Linked DNA regions of Mus musculus: region 2 is linked to region 1. Evidence: chromatin contacts called from public HiChIP or PLAC-seq data. All regions are on one chromosome and are shown on one strand. The core of a region is the stretch at or near the end of the contact, and the rest is flanking DNA. Distances in the headings are between cores, read along the strand shown. Region 1 overlaps Sun2 (Sad1 and UNC84 domain containing 2). Region 2 overlaps Cbx7 (chromobox 7).

Region 1 (7,462 bases), core at 3,292-5,791:
TCTCCCCACTCCTCTAGACAACCCTGCAGAATAGCCCCAAAGCCAGGGCTGGGTCCTCCCTGGGGGGTGGAAAGCTTGCTGTGGGGCACAGGCAGGATGCAGCAGGAATGGGAAACAGAATAGACCCTCACCCCACATCAGGAAAAAAAGCAGTGGTCCCAGCACTGGGAATCTCTTAGGTTGGCACAGACAACAGTCGTCAGAGGCACACAGGAGCTGGTTTCCTCCCGTTTGCTAGGAACCCCAGGCTCCTACGGGCCATGGTACCCTCCATGCTGGAAGAGCTCAGCAGCCTCGGTGTCCTTTACCAGGCACTTGCCAGGGACAGTCCCAGCTGCACAGTGCTAAGCACTGTCCTAAAGGCCACAAGACCCCCCAGCTTATCCCTGGGGCTCTGGCTTGGTATGCCCATGGCTTTGGCACCTACCAGGAGTTAACCGGTGCCAGTCCCTCCACCTCACTTCTGATCGCAGTCCCCCAAAGTATGCTACATATATACACCTGGTAGGCGCCTAGCTCTAGGGGGAAGACTAAGAGAGGCATAGGAGCCTGGTGGCTTGGCTTATGCAGGGAGTTCTACGTGCTGCCTCTTCACTCTTGCTCCTGGAAGTCAGCGCTAAGAAGCATGTGCAGGCAGCGGTGGGGTGCTGGGCACCTATTTTCAGAGCAGGGTAGATGCTGGGAAAGATGAGCTTCCCACGTGGCTAGCAACAGGCCCAAGATCTCAGAAGACTAGTGGGCAGGCTCTCCGTGCACCCGGAAGCGGTAGATACACGTGTACTCAGGGTGGCCCCAGTTGGTCAGGATCCGAAGCTCCACAACTTGGTATGTGGCCATCTTAGAGGCCTAGGGAGAAGAGAGGGGGTTCAGAGTCACAGAGTGCTTTAACACCTCAGCAACAGAAGGGGTGGGGCAGGGAACCAGTCCAGCAGCCAGAGGTCTCCTGCCCCGGAGCTCATGACAAAAACAAAAAGCTGAATTTCTAAAGTTTCTGTTTCCTGGAACAGAGTTTCCAGGCCAAAGGCCCTTGGGGACTTTGGGGTTCCTAAGGGTCACCACCCTCAGTGAGGCAGCCCTTGGGCCATATGTGAATTGTAGTTCATCTAAGAATTCATCCCCAGTCATGGTTAGCATTATCAGTGCATAGAATGGTCATAGGAAGCTTGTTTGCTTTTTTCTCAAGTGTCTAGCCTGTATGCTCTGCTTAAAGCTATCGTGTTATAGGACTGAAGACCTGGCTCAGTTAAGAGCACTGGCTGCTCTTCCATGTAATCCAGGTTCAATTCCTGGCATTCACATGGGGCAACTTGTAATTGTCTGTCACTCTGGTTCTAAGGGATCCAAAGCCCTCTTCTGGCCTCTTAGGACACCAGTACACAGATGACACACAGACATATATACCAGCAAAATACACATACACACAAAATAAAGTTAAACAAAATGAATTAAAATGAACTGACCTATATTCCTAGCTCCAGAATCTGCCTCTAAGAGGACTAGGACATCTGACACCCATGTGCCCTCCCTGAGGCCCTAGCTCTCTGCACATTGATCATCTTGAACACCCTTCGCAGTCACTTCCTTGTCACAACCCTTCCTTAATAAAACTCACTTCGGCGGAGCCCCTGATCAGAAAGCTCTGGATGCTGCCATCTGTGTCACTGACAGGAGAGGGTCATCTCCACCCTATACCCTGAAGTAAGGCAGGGTAGGAAGATAGGCCCATCCCTGATTCCTCTGCCGGGTAGTGCAAATACTGGATCCTAGAAGATGTCTACTGTTGACTGGGAGTGTGAGGCACCATCCCACAAGCACACAGCCCTGTACCTGGAAATAGAAGGTCTGGATGGGCTCCCCATCCTGGTCGTAGGCAAACGTGCCAAGAAGTGTCCCTTCCTGCTGCAGGTCTTCATCGAAGCCCTACAGAAAAGCAGACAGGGAGGAGTCAGGGAGGACCACCTCCCTCGTACATCATGGTCTCTCCCTGGCTCTCTTTTAAACCTCTCACTGCCAGAGCCACCTCAGTGTGACTCTCAGCAAAGACCCCACATAGCCCACTGAAGATCAGGTACTCACAAAGATGGCGAAGTCCTTGGGAGCACTGGAGATAGTGCTGTTGGGTGACAAGGCCTTGGGCACGTGCTCTAAGGTAACGGCTGTAGGTCGGATTCGAGCAGAGAGGCGGACCACTGCAAAGCCCTGGGGCCCCTGGAAGGCCCAGCAGTTGCCTGGGTGCACATCTGGCTGGAGGGGGTGGGAGGCATGTCAGAACAGGGCCTCTAATCCATCTGTGGCTGACTGAGACGGGCATCCCCCACTGTGTTTAGAGTGCCCACCTGCAGAATGACCCGAGGTGACTGGGAGTGGTACCACAGGGGGATGCCAAAGAGGCTGAGGAGTGCCGTCTTGGTCTCATAAGTCTCAGAGCAGCGGGTGCTGATAACACTGGCTCCTGTCACAGGAAAGAACGATTTTAAATCTCAAAGTGGGTTGGCCCACTACTCAGGTAGTGGTTCCAGGACTAAAAAGGCGGCCAGGGAAGAGACTGCTACTGCCTGCCTTAGAGAGCATGGGAACAAGTTCCTCAGGCCCACCCCTTAGCTCTAACCTAGTCTCACAGAGCCATTCCCAGCCAGGGGTCCACTCTGGCTCATGGCTTCCCTCAGCCACCCTTGCCTTGGATGGGAGTCTAGTTTGTGCTGGTGTCAAGCCTTGTGTGCTTAGCACTGTGCTGCCTGGCAGACCTGGGGCCTCGCCAGTGTAAGGACCAGGATACGGTGAATTGGTGAAGGCACACACACCTCCTGATTCCAGGGCGTAATCCACCATTCCAATCCTGTCCTCACTGTAGCGCTGCAGGGCCTGCTTGACGATCCGGTGCACCTGCTAAAACATGCCCCAGGCAGACATGGGATGTGATTGGGGCATACCAGGTACTGCGTGCATATCCATGAACTGGCCCTGCTGAACTGGCACCAGTAGTACCCAAGCAGGCTTTGTTCATTCCACCACCCACACACACTGAGCCCAGAATCTACACCTGAACCTCCAGCCAGGAGGGTCTATCATGTCCTAACACACATGAAGAGCTGGCAGTGTGAGACTTCCAGGGGAGAGGCAGCGTGTTGGGGGAACAGTCATCCCTTACCTCCTCTGTCACCCCAACTATGCCTTCTTTCTGCAGTATCTGTCCCAGGGACGCTGCGGCCTCCCTGGCTGACTTGCCCTGCATCTCAGCCATCTTGGTAAGGATCTTGTTCTCCAGCTCCTGCAGCTGAGCGTGCATCTCATCTCTCTGCAGGAGCCCGCTGCGCGCACCCCTGTCTCCAAGAAGGAACTGCCTGATCCAGTCAGGGAACTGGGATTCCACCTACAGACAAAGGCAGTGTCACTCAGAAGCTTGCACTAATGGCAGGGGCAGCTATGACAGGGTGGGTGGGCTGTCACTGGAGGAGGAAGCAGAGCTGGAAGGGAAGGCTGGAGCCCCTGAGAGAGGTGTTAGAGGCTAGGAACTCTCCAGGGAACAGAGACTGGGATTGGAAAGCATTTTCCCCAAGAGCCTAGGCCTGCATCAGATCAGCCATGCATGCGCCTCTAGAACAACAGGCCAAAGACGCTGCTCCAGCTGACAGATGCCCCCTCCCAGGCAGGTGGTCTCAGAGGGGAGGTGATTAGTAGGGCTCTGGGTACTTCCCGCTCACATCAGCCCTGGCAGCCTGGATCTTCTGTGGCAGCAGGCCCACTTCATCTGCCACCGAGTTCTGCTTCAGAGTCAGGGCAGCCAGCTCCTGCCGCAGGCTGGCCAGCTGGGCTTCCAGCCGTCCCAGCTCCTTCACAGAGCTCTCCTGGAAGGCCTCCTGGGTCATGCTAGTTCCAGATGGAGGGAAGCAAGGTAAGGCCACACTGAGGAAGGATGAGGGACCCCTGACTGACTCCTGTCATAAGCTGGAAGCCCATCACTGTGTGTGAAGTGCCAGGGCTGCCCTTGGAGTCTGGCAGTAGAACACAGCCCAGGAGCTTGGGTTTGCCTGTCTCACAGCTAATTCTGACCTGATTCTCTGTAGGCTTGGACAGCACAGTTCACAATGCCACAGCCTGCCATGCCTTCACATCTAGGTCATAAGAGCAGAAGGCATACAGAAAAGACCAGCCCACAGGCTCCAGTTTCACTGCCGTGCCTGTCCCTGCCTCCCCAAGGCCTTACCAACCTGCCTTGTACCGTAGAGGCCATAGGCAGGATCCTAAGCTAAGTCTCAGTCAACCAGGCAGAACCCTAACGGGGTGGCAGAGCAGGCCATGGCCAGGTGGCTGCCATTACCTTTTCCATTCTGTCTTCAGCTGCTGGACTCGGGCTTCGGACTCCTAAGAGCAGCAAGAAAGGGCAAGAATAAGCCAAGATGAGTTCAGAGAAGTCTGAGAGTTCTACATGGGAGTGTTTGCTTAACCACGACCTTGAACGGGTGCCCCAGCGCTTTCAGCAAAGATCAAAGCAGGGGAAGTCCTGTGAGTCTCAGCCCTTATCAGACTCATTCCCACCTAGGTTATGTTCACTGAGCACAACACACTCAGCACAGACACCACCCTTGCACCATGCACATCCCGGGGTCACTGTGGACCGTCTGTCCAAGGCAAGTTCAGGCCCCAGAGAAGGCATGAGACTATCCCACCCCCCTCTACTCAACATCCCAGCAGTATCCATGGTAGAACCAAGGACAGATGTAATTGGGTGAGATCCCAGTGCAGGGCTGCATGCCTAGCCCACTGACCTGAGAGGCCTGGACGATCTTCTTGAAGAGATCTTCCGAGTCTTGGTGATGCTCTGCCCTCAGGGTAGCCAATTCTTCCTACCAGATATGAGGACTGGTTGTTTTGGGTGTTTTTTTTTTCTTCTTCTTCTTCTTGTTTTCTTTTGAGGCAGCATCTCTCTATATAGTTATGACTATCCCAGAACTCCCTCTGTAGACAAGGCTGGCCTTGAACTCAGAGATCTCCCTGCTTCTACCTAAGTGAAGTGTTGGGATTAAAGGTGTGCACCACCACACCAAGAGGGTTTGACAGCTGCCCTCGGAATACTTGTGACTAGACATGGTCTAACTGGGTTCCTTCTAGGGTTTTTTCCGGGAGTTTCAGCTCCTGGTCTTATCTACAAGGCTCTGAAATACAAGGAATACCACCTGTGCCTGACACGTCTCTCACCATGGAAGACGGATCATCTTCATCTTGACAGGGCACCTGGCAAATGGCCCTAAGTGACACACTACCATCTCCCCCGGGCCCCATGGGGCCTCCTACATCCCACATGACTGTCAGGGTTTTCTATGGCATTGCCTTTATGAAATGTGCCACCCCACCTCCAGGCAACAATGTTCTCCCACCTGGATATGAGCCACTGTGTCCCTGCGCAAGTCCTCCTTCAGGGTAGCCTCGCGGCGGCTCACCAACCCTTCTAGGAGAGACAGGGCATCTTCATGGCTCAGGCTACTGCCTCCTCCATGGCCAGCAGCCCCCTGCCGCAGCTCCAGGCGTTCCAGCCGTATGGCCTCCTTCTGCCAGTTGGAGGAAAAGTCTGCAGCAAGGGCTTCCAGACGCCGCTCCAGAGAGTGAACCCGGGAGAGAACGCGCTGCTCAGCCTGGTGGGCCGGAAAGACAGAGCATGGGCCCAGGGCAGCACACCACAGGCTTCCCGAGTATGCGCTGCTCAGCCTGGTGGGCCAGAGGAAAGACAGAGCATGGGCCCAGGGCAGCACACCACAGGCTTCCCGAGTATGCGCTGCTCAGCCTGGTGGGCCGGAAAGACAGAGCATGGGCCCAGGGCAGCACACCACAGGCTTCCCGAGTATGCGCTGCTCAGCCTGGTGGGCCAGAGGAAAGACAGAGCATGGGCCCAGGGCAGCACACCACAGGCTTCCCGAGTATGTGCTGCTCAGCCTGGTGGGCCAGAGGAAAGACAGAGCATGGGCCCAGGGCAGCACACCACAGGCTTCCCGAGTATGCGCTGCTCAGCCTGGTGGGCCGGAGGAAAGACAGAGCATGGGCCCAGGGCAGCACACCACAGGCTTCCAGAGTATGCGCTGCTCAGCCTGGTGGGCCAGAGGAAAGACAGAGCATGGGCCCAGGGCAGCACACCACAGGCTTCCCGAGTATGCGCTGCTCAGCCTGGTGGGCCAGAGGAAAGACAGAGCATGGGCCCAGGGCAGCACACCACAGGCTTCCCGAGTATGCGCTGCTCAGCCTGGTGGGCCGGAGGAAAGACAGAGCATGGGCCCAGGGCAGCACACCACAGGCTTCCCGAGTATGCGATGCTCAGCCTGGTGGGCCAGAGGAAAGACAGAGCATGGGCCCAGGGCAGCACACCACAGGCTTCCCGAGTATGGCCACTGGAACAGCTGGGATAGGGCAGCTGGGCATAGTGACACAGGCTGTTAATCCCAGCACTCGGGAGGCAGAGCAAGTGGGTCTTTATGAGTTCAAGGCCAGCCTGTTCTACAGAGGGAGTTCCAGGACAGCCAGTGGTAGTGAAAGTCTCTCTAGGGAAACACAAACAGGGCAAAACCAGCTGGGACATGGCTGGTAGCTGCAGCATCTGGCAGGAGATCCTGGGCATGCATTGCAGGAGGGCTCCCCCACCTCCAGCCCCCCTCAACATGTTGTCACCATCAGATCCCCACGTGGAGGGAAACACAGCTGGGAGAGGGAGTGTGAGCACAGGGACTGGCCAGGAAAATGTTGTGAATCTGTAGGATGGTCACAGGGGCCCAGCTAGGAAGCCCCCCCATGAGCTGTATAAGGTGGGGGAGGCAGCTTTTGGCTTTCACCTGCTTTTCTCTTCCATAGATAATTATACCAAAGAGGAAACGGTTTAAAAGGTTTGCATTTTCCTCATTTAAACGAATGCCCTAGAGAAGCTGTAGTAACAGCCATTCAGAGCTAACGAACGGTGCACCTGATAGTATGTCATGAATATGAGGACAACTGTTGGCCAAACAACAAAATCTTTGCCAAGGGAAATTACAAAACACAATCTACCAACTGTCCTTTAAAGGGCAAAGGACTTTGGGGCAGAGGTCTTGGGTTGTAGGCATTCTCTTTTAAACATGCTTGCACAACTCCCAAGGCAGCAAGCACAGGCTCCCATTCCCAGCCCGCCCAGCCCGCCCCACCATCACATCTCCAAGCAGCGTCTTCACTGAGTCTGCCCACAAGCAGATCCTGGCTGTGCTCTGCTGGCCTTGCTTCCCCTTGTCACATGAAAGGTGGCCCAGGACTGAATTGCCCCCATCTCTTCAGGAGTCAGTTTTAAAAGGAATTTGCAGATGACAGAATATGCCATAATTTTAAGAAATAAGATCATACTGTGCTAGAACATATTTAATATGTGGCAAGCTTAATTCAGCTGATACAGGCGAAGTTCACTTCACTAGAGAACTAAGAGTTTGGGAGGGTGGGGGTTGTTTCATTGAAA
Region 2 (7,462 bases), core at 1,863-4,362, 180 kb after region 1:
GGTTCTGAGTTCAATTCCTAGCAACCACATGATGGCTCACAACCATCTGTAATGGGATCTGATGCCCTCTTCTGGCATGAAGGTGTACGTGCAGAGAGCATATATTTATAATCTTTTTTTTTTTTTTTTAATGTTCTTTCCTCCCAAGTCAAGGTCTCATGCATCTTAGACTAGCTTCAAACTCACTGTGCATTAAAGATGACCATGTACTCCAGATCTTCTGGTGCCTGGGATCACAGGTGGGTACCACTAGGTCATTTTCTGTGATGCTGGGGGCTAAACCCAGGGCTCTGCATGCTAGGCAAGTACTCTACCAACTGAGTAAGACATTTTTTTCAATCCTCAAAATCCCAGGCAGAACCCGAACCAAGCCCACCATCAGCGGTCGGGTGTTTGCCTAACTGGCAGGAAGCCAGGCAGCACCAACAATCCAGGGTCCTCGGTCAGCTTTGCGTGCTGTCAGCAAAGGCTGTGAGAGCGGAGCCTTTTCCCATTCAATTGGTTGCTTTGGAAAACACAGTGTTCACACATTGTTGCTTTCTTAGTGGTTTTCTGGGGTATGATTCGGCACTGGGGAGGTAGATGGGTGGGTGGCAGCTTGAGCGCACAGCTTTCTGCAGGCGGGGAGCTCTGGCTCCAACAGTGTAGATTCCTAGAGGTCTGAAAGCCGGAGGTGGGGGGTGGGAGATGGGGGCCAGAGCAAGTCTTGGTGTTCTATCACTGTGATAAACACCATGACCAAAAGCCACTTGGGAGACTTATTTGGTTTATACATCCCAATCACAATCCATCAAAGAAGGGAAACCAAGGCAGGAGCTAAAAGCAGGGGCCATGGAAGACTGCTACTTAGTGGTTTGCTCCCCGTGGCCTGCCCACTCTGTCTTCTTTCTTTCTTTCTTTCTTTCTTTCTTTCTTTCTTTCTTTCTTTCTTTCTTTCTTTCTTTTCTTTCTTTCTTTCTTTCTTTTCTTTCTTCCTTCCTTCCTTCCTTCCTTCCTTCCCTCCCTCCTGTCTTTCTTTCTTTCTTTCTTTCTTTCTTTCTTTCTTTCTTTCTTTCTTTCTTTCTTTCTTTCTCTCTTTCTTTCTCCCTTTCTTTCTCTCTCTCTCTCTCTCTCTCTCTCTCTCTCTCTCTCTCTCTCTCTCTTTCTTTCAGATTTATTTTATGTATGAGTTCACTGTCGCTGTCTTCAGACACACCACAAAAGAAGGCATCAGATCCCATTGCAGATGGTTGTGAGCCACCATGTGGTTGCTAGGGATTGAACTCAGGACCTCTCTGGAAGAGCAGTCGGTGCTCTTTAACCACTGAGCCATCTCTCCAGCCCTCACTCTGCTTTCTTATTCACCCCAGAAACACCCACCCAGTGGAGGCACCGCACGCAGCGGGTAGGGCCCTCTCATGTCAGTCATTAATGAAGAAAATGCTTCTTAGTCCATAGGCATACCCACAGGGCCATTCTGATGGGGACATGCGTGCATGTCCTCAGTTGAAGACCCCTCCTTCTAAATGATCGTAGCTTGTGTCAAGTTGACAACCAATCAGCACAGTGGACCACAGTCTTCACCAGTCTGACTGCTCCTAGAAGGAGCAACTGCATCATGCACGAGGAGAATGTCTCCCAGAGGGATACAGGCCCCACAAGCTGACACTCCCCCTCTCCCGCCCCTGCTATCAGCTCAGACTGCACATGGAATAGACTCCCTCCCAAAGATGTAGTACCTGGAGTGTGCCTAAAGGACATGGGAACATGGCCAGCTCAGCAGGCACCTGTGGGACAGAGGTCACAGGCAGGCCGGGACATTTGGTACCAGTCCCACCACAGTGATGTGGAGGCCATAGAAGCTGTATGTGAAGACAGCCTCCCCCCTCCCCAACCCCATCCACTCAGAACCCGTGGGGGCTGATGGTAACGTGCGGGAAAACACTTTAGGACAGCTTGGGTCTCTGAGGTGGTGGAAGCTTGGAGTGGATTTAATGTGAACAATTCCCTGATCCTCTTAATTTCGTCCTCTTTTTCATTGTTGTCTTATCTTTTTTTTTTTTTTTTTTTTTTTTTGTTAAAAAGTCTCACATAACCGAGGTAATTCTCAAAGTCCCTGCATAGCTTGGGCCAGGAGGTGATGGCACACACTTTTGATACCAGCACTCGGGAGGCAGAGGCAGGTGGATCTCTGACTGGGGGGCCAGTCCAGTCTACAGAGCACATCCCAGGGTTCCAGGACATGAGCCAAGGGTGACTTTGAGCTCCTGTGTTCTGCGTCCACGTTTGCAGTTATAGTAAGCAAGGGTGGCCATTGTGCCTGGCTTTTTGTTTGGCTTTTGAGACAGGGTTTCCCCTATTGTGATCCTGACTGGATGCTATTCTCTAATGTACATCAGGTTAGCTTCAAACGTATATACATCTGCTTGCCTCTACTTCCAGATTGCTGGAAAATACTTTGTTTTTTTTCAAAACAGGGTTTCTCTGTATAGCCCTGGCTGTCCTGGAACTCACTCTGTAGACCAGGCTGGCCTCGAACTCAGAAATCGCCTGCCTCTGCCTCCCGAGTGCTGGGATTAAAGGCATGCGCGCCACCACGCCCGACTGGAAAATACTTTTAAAGACAGGTAGGACCATGCTTGACTCAAGTCCAGGTTTCTAATAATTTATTCTTAAAACAGGGTCTCAAGATATAGACCAGGTTGGCCTCAAATTTCTGATCCTTCTTCTGCTTTGGCCTCCCCAGCAGTAAGGTCGTGAGTACACTGTTGATGTCCTCAGACACACCAGAAGAGTGCATCGGATCCCATTACAGATGGTTGTGAGCCACCATGTGGTTGCTGGGACTTGAACTCAGGACCTCTGGAAGAGCACTCAGTGTTTATAACCACTGAGCCATCTCTCCTGCAGCCCTTTAAGGTTGTGCTCTAAAGGACCACAGAGGACTCCCAGGAAATATGAGGGAGAGGGGGTTCATTGTGCCTCCATCACAGTGGGTGATGCCAGCCTCAGTCCTCACCAAAGCATCTGCCCAATGGCACAGCCGCTGGGGCAAGGCAGGGAGACGGGCAGGGGAGGCTAAGTGAGACTTCTTCATAGACAGCCCCTCCCAAAGCTGCCTCAAAGCCACTCATCTGTCAGAGGTGAGAACTGGGGGTGGGACCCAAATGGTGCTGAGCCTCAGGGAGGTTGCTTGATAGTGTAGAAGGTGGTTGGTCACCTTGGGACACCCGGCCCTTCAGAGCCATGGTTCTCAACCTGTGGGTCGCGACCCCCAGGCAAGCCATAGATCAGGTGTTTACATTCCAGTTCATAACAGAAGCACGATTACAGTTATGAGGTAATGACAAAATAATTTTATGATTAGATGGGGTCAATACAACATGAGGAACTGAAAGGGTTGCAGCATTAGGAAGGTTGAGGACCACAACTTTACAGTGATTCATATGTGCTTGTTCCAACACCTACTCAGACTTGGGTACATATTACCTGGGTCCTTGCTGCCATCTATGGGCAACAAGACACTGGGCTTACCCCATAAGCATTTCCCTTGCAGCAACTTCCAGTCAGCAAAGATCTCTTAGTGAGGGGGGATGCAGCTGTGTGGGCCTGGTCCGCAGACTCAACGCCCCACCCCGTGCAATACTATCCAGGGCAGCTGGTCTGTGGGGACAATGTGCTACAAAGCCTGTGTGTGTGTGTATGTGTGTGTGTGTGTGTGTGTGTGTGCAGATGGCATCTCTGTAAGATCTAGAACAGGTGCCCAGTGAATGCTGAATGCTGCCAGTCAGGAAATGGCAAGGGCTGGAGGCTAGATAGGGCCTTCATGCAGATGTAGACTCTGCTCCTTAGAACAGAGACATCCTTGCTGCCAGGCGAGCAGTGCAGGGGGCGCCTCAAAACCCTGCCGCTGAAGCTGGGTACTTGCCTCCCACAACCAGTGGGCCAATGGAAGAAACAACGCTAACATAGTATCTCATCGCTGCAAGGCTGCTACTGACCCCGAGGTTTACTGCCTCCAATCCAGGAGAGAGGAGCTTGCCAGAAGCTGGAGCTGAGTAGCCTCGCCATTCCTATTCCCGGTGGAGACTAAGACAGACAGTATCAGAGGCATGGCCTGGTAAGATAAAAGGGCTCTGGACCCCTCTGATGAATGCACTGACCTGTGGAAATGCCAGCTGTGGGGACTGAAGGAGAGAGATGAATACTGTCCACTGCAACCTTGGGGCCAGCACCAGCTCCGAGGACCAATGGCCATCCTACCAAGAAGCTTGTCTCCTTTGTTATTGTCATGGGCCACCTCTTTGCAGAGTCTTGGAGATTGTGGGCCCTCTGTGGAGTTGAGCTCAGTAGAGCAGTGGACACCATACCTCCAGAGGCTCTCCTGACATCACCTCTCATCTTGGCTGTGGACGGACATACCCAAGGTTCCTCTGCAGGTGTCAAGTCCTGCCTGTACAGCCGCGCAGGGCAGGCCATCGAGAGAACTAAGCAGTGCATGCTTTCTGCACTGCCTGTGTCGAGCTTGTCAGGTGTGCAGAGTCCATGTAAGTGCGCGTCAGCCTCATGACTGACCTGGTTCTCCAGCCTGAGACTGAACACTCAAGCTGCTGACACCCAGTCTTCTAGAACCAGCTACTCTTAGAAGATATAGAGGAACCGCAAGGTTCACGGCCACAGGCCCAGCCCTGACACGCTAGGCTCATTTCTCTCCTCAGCTGATTTTAATTGGGTTCAGAAGACTGGATGTCTATAGTCCCATACCATGGACTATAGTTGGGAGGCACGGAGTCCTGGGCTACGGTTTGAGGGTAAGGGTGGGGTATCACACAGTTATCACACCATCAAAACAAACAACCAGACACACAGAAGTCTCTAAAGACATTTTAATGTATTTTTTAATAATTTTTGCCTCATCTATCAGATAAATCATCTAAATAAATAGATGCTATACAGTCTTTTACCAATATCAGTACAAAAATAAAACTGCAGCCTACACCTGCTTACTCTTCCCATCGCACTCCCCCCGGGGGAAGGCCTATGCCCAATTCCTCCCAATACATTCAGGTCGTCTGAACAAAGCTCGTAGCTCATTCTGTGTGCAAAGGAAGCGGTCTTGCGCAAAGACCTGGTGGCCAGGTCTGGCCCGCCATTTATAAAGCAAAATCGATACCACCTCGCTGACACCGAGCTACTTCCTCGGTAGGCAGGAGGTGGAAGGAACTTGGCAATAAGATCACCATCTTACCAGATGAGAACCACGTGGGCCAAATGGGCTCAACTGTGGCACTGCACAAGTGTCCACACCAGAGGTTGAGGCACATCTTCACCCCAACCCAGGGAGGGGGAAGTTCAACCCAACCTCTACATTCAAATATGCAGGGGGAGGGGTTAAGAGATAGGCAGGTGGTCGCCACTGCTGGCTCATGGAGTACTGGCCCTGTATGGGGTTAGTGTATGTGGGTGGAGAGGGGGCGTGTTACTGTCCACTTGGGTAGCTTCAGGCTAGGAGAAGCCTGTGTATAGCCACTCGAAGCCTTCTGCCATTCTCCCTAGGCGGCCAGTTTCCAGCAGTTCAGAGCTACATGGCTACCCTGAGGGATATCCAGCCTAGTCCACAATCTCCAGGGACTGGTGGGTTTCATAAAGGGCCCCGTGAGATAAAAGGTCACCGCCTACTGCAAAAGACAGAAGGCAGCTGCTTGGAAAGCCCCCCCTGGGGTCTCATGATCAAAATTCAAATTGTACAGGCATTTAGTCCCATGCCCCTAGGGATGGGAAGCATGACACCGAAGGGATTCTGTCCCCCAATATGGTGGGCCATCAAACCCAGCAGCAAAGAAAAGCTCCAGCCACCCTCACCTCTCTGGGAGCTGGGGCTTCAAGAACACCAAGGTCTCCCCACCTCCAGGTTCCTGTAGCCTACTGGCTGAGGTTCCTGTCTCTCCTCTCTCTGGCCCACCCAGACATCCTCTAGATTCAGGTCACCCACAGATGACGGCCACCAACGGAAGCACTGAGTTAACCCTGGACCATTAAGACTAAAGGAGGGGGAGACCAGGGACTAGAGAAGGAAGAGGATAGAGTCGCAGACAGACACGGGGCAGGGTAGTGTTTAGAAGTCATCCTGCCCTTGTTCATACTGACTCTGCTGGCCTCCTAAAGACACAGCAGAATTGGTAGCTGCTAGGACCCAGCCATATAGGTTCGTATGGTAGCAGCGGGTGTGTGAGCAATGTGCTCTCGACAAGGGAGGGAGCCGTCCTCAGGTAGGAAGCTGTCAGCCTATAGGGCACCTGTGCAAACCAGCAAACCGCACCCCCCCCCTTGCCAAATCAGGACCACACACTTGTGTGCAACCTGATTCATGTTCAACCCCCACAAGGTGGGAGGGGTCATCCATCCTTAGCCATGCCATTCAGGTTGGGTGGGGAGGGGGACAAAGAAGACAAGGACTGCCCTGAGAAAGTGGTGGGACACTCCCTCCCTGACTGCCCACATACCACTGGCACCCATGGGTGCCCAGATCGGCTGATTGGCAGGAGAGGGCAGAGAAATTGGGGGGCGGGGCTGGAAAGTCACCTGAGTCAGAAAGAATGTGAACTCCTGTGGGAGGAAGGGTGGGCCAGGTGGCTGTGAGCCTGTGTGGAAGCATCTGCACCTTGCACACCAAAGCCTGGTCCAATTGGCGGCTCGGAGATGACAGCCGACAGATCCTGTCACATGACCTACGTGCAAGGCGGAGCAAGGGTGCCGCGGCAAGTTCTGTTTGTGCTGTGAATGGTGTCATGTTCAACTGGTCAGTTTTCTAAAGGTGTGCATGTTGGGGTGTCCGGATGTGTTCATGGGCATCTCTACACAGGCCAATGGCAGGGAGACAGCACACTCGGAGGAGGCTTGGTGGGCAGCCTCTTCCCTGGTCCAGCCCGTGCCGGTTGTCCTGATCCTGTCCCCGGTGGCCAAGGCCGGCCTCTGTGTCCCACCACAAGGCTGGAGTGGAAAGTTCATAGTAAAGACCCACGGCAAGGGACAGGGAAGGGACACCACCAGAAAGCTGGGGTGACTGCCTGAGGCAAGGTCTGGACCTCCTGGGCTCCTCCGGCTCCACGGATCAGCCTCTGAAAGATAATGACAGAGGCGTACTGGGCAGGGTAGCCTGTCCCCATCTGCCCAGGAGATGAGACCCAGACAACACTGGCCTTCCCCCCCTGTTTCTGAGGCCTCTTTGTAAACAACCGTCGGGGAGCAAGGGCGGGTGCTGGGGTCTTCCCCGTGCTTCTACTTTTTTAAAAAATAAAAATATTTACCCTGCTCCCAGCCCCTCCTGTCTCTGGAAATCCTCACCCAAGCCCCAAGAAGCACAGTTTTAAGAGGGGAAGCCGCTATTCACAGCTTCTCGTTGCGGTCTCGGAAGAAGCCCTCGGCGGCTTGAGCCTCGCGGAAGGTGACGGTGACGGAGTTGGCGGTGATGTCAGTCACGGTA

What was found. HiChIP or PLAC-seq counts read pairs in DNA pulled down with a chosen protein or histone mark.
Region 2: an H3K27ac HiChIP or PLAC-seq map of regulatory T cells shows a contact between it and region 1, with 4 times the contacts expected there. The contact joins two enhancer-like sites. A contact is called at or near these places in 4 of 484 Hi-C or Micro-C datasets (CD4 T cells, CD8 T cells, cortical neurons and 1 more), 7 of 115 datasets of contacts at active chromatin or transcription factors (T-cell acute lymphoblastic leukemia, craniofacial prominence, embryonic hindbrain and 3 more) and 4 of 9 other capture datasets (adipose tissue, embryonic stem cells, liver and 1 more).

Annotation. Positions count from the first base shown.
Region 1 is chr15:79,724,715-79,732,176 of GRCm38.p6, forward strand. It overlaps Sun2 (Sad1 and UNC84 domain containing 2), which reads right to left. Exons shown (of 18, transcript NM_001205345.1): 9 at 5,376-5,630; 10 at 4,767-4,844; 11 at 4,319-4,362; 12 at 3,702-3,867; 13 at 3,149-3,370; 14 at 2,802-2,886; 15 at 2,337-2,452; 16 at 2,077-2,244; 17 at 1,828-1,920; 18 at 1-846. The coding sequence ends at 733. Among named protein-coding and RNA genes, the nearest start is that of Sun2, 14 kb to the right of the region's middle. Within about 2 kb of position 4,542, at least 39 of the 459 cell types and tissues checked have an H3K27ac peak or open chromatin away from gene starts, as enhancers often do. A contact at or near this core is called in CD8 T cells and regulatory T cells, where this site is marked.
Region 2 is chr15:79,910,954-79,918,415 of GRCm38.p6, forward strand. Cbx7 (chromobox 7) reads right to left here. Exons shown (of 7, transcript NM_144811.3): 6 at 7,324-7,462; 7 at 4,854-7,097. The coding sequence ends at 7,366. It also overlaps a transcript of Apobec3 not described here. Among named protein-coding and RNA genes, the nearest start is that of Cbx7, 18 kb to the right of the region's middle. Within about 2 kb of position 3,113, at least 33 of the 459 cell types and tissues checked have an H3K27ac peak or open chromatin away from gene starts, as enhancers often do. A contact at or near this core is called in CD8 T cells and regulatory T cells, where this site is marked.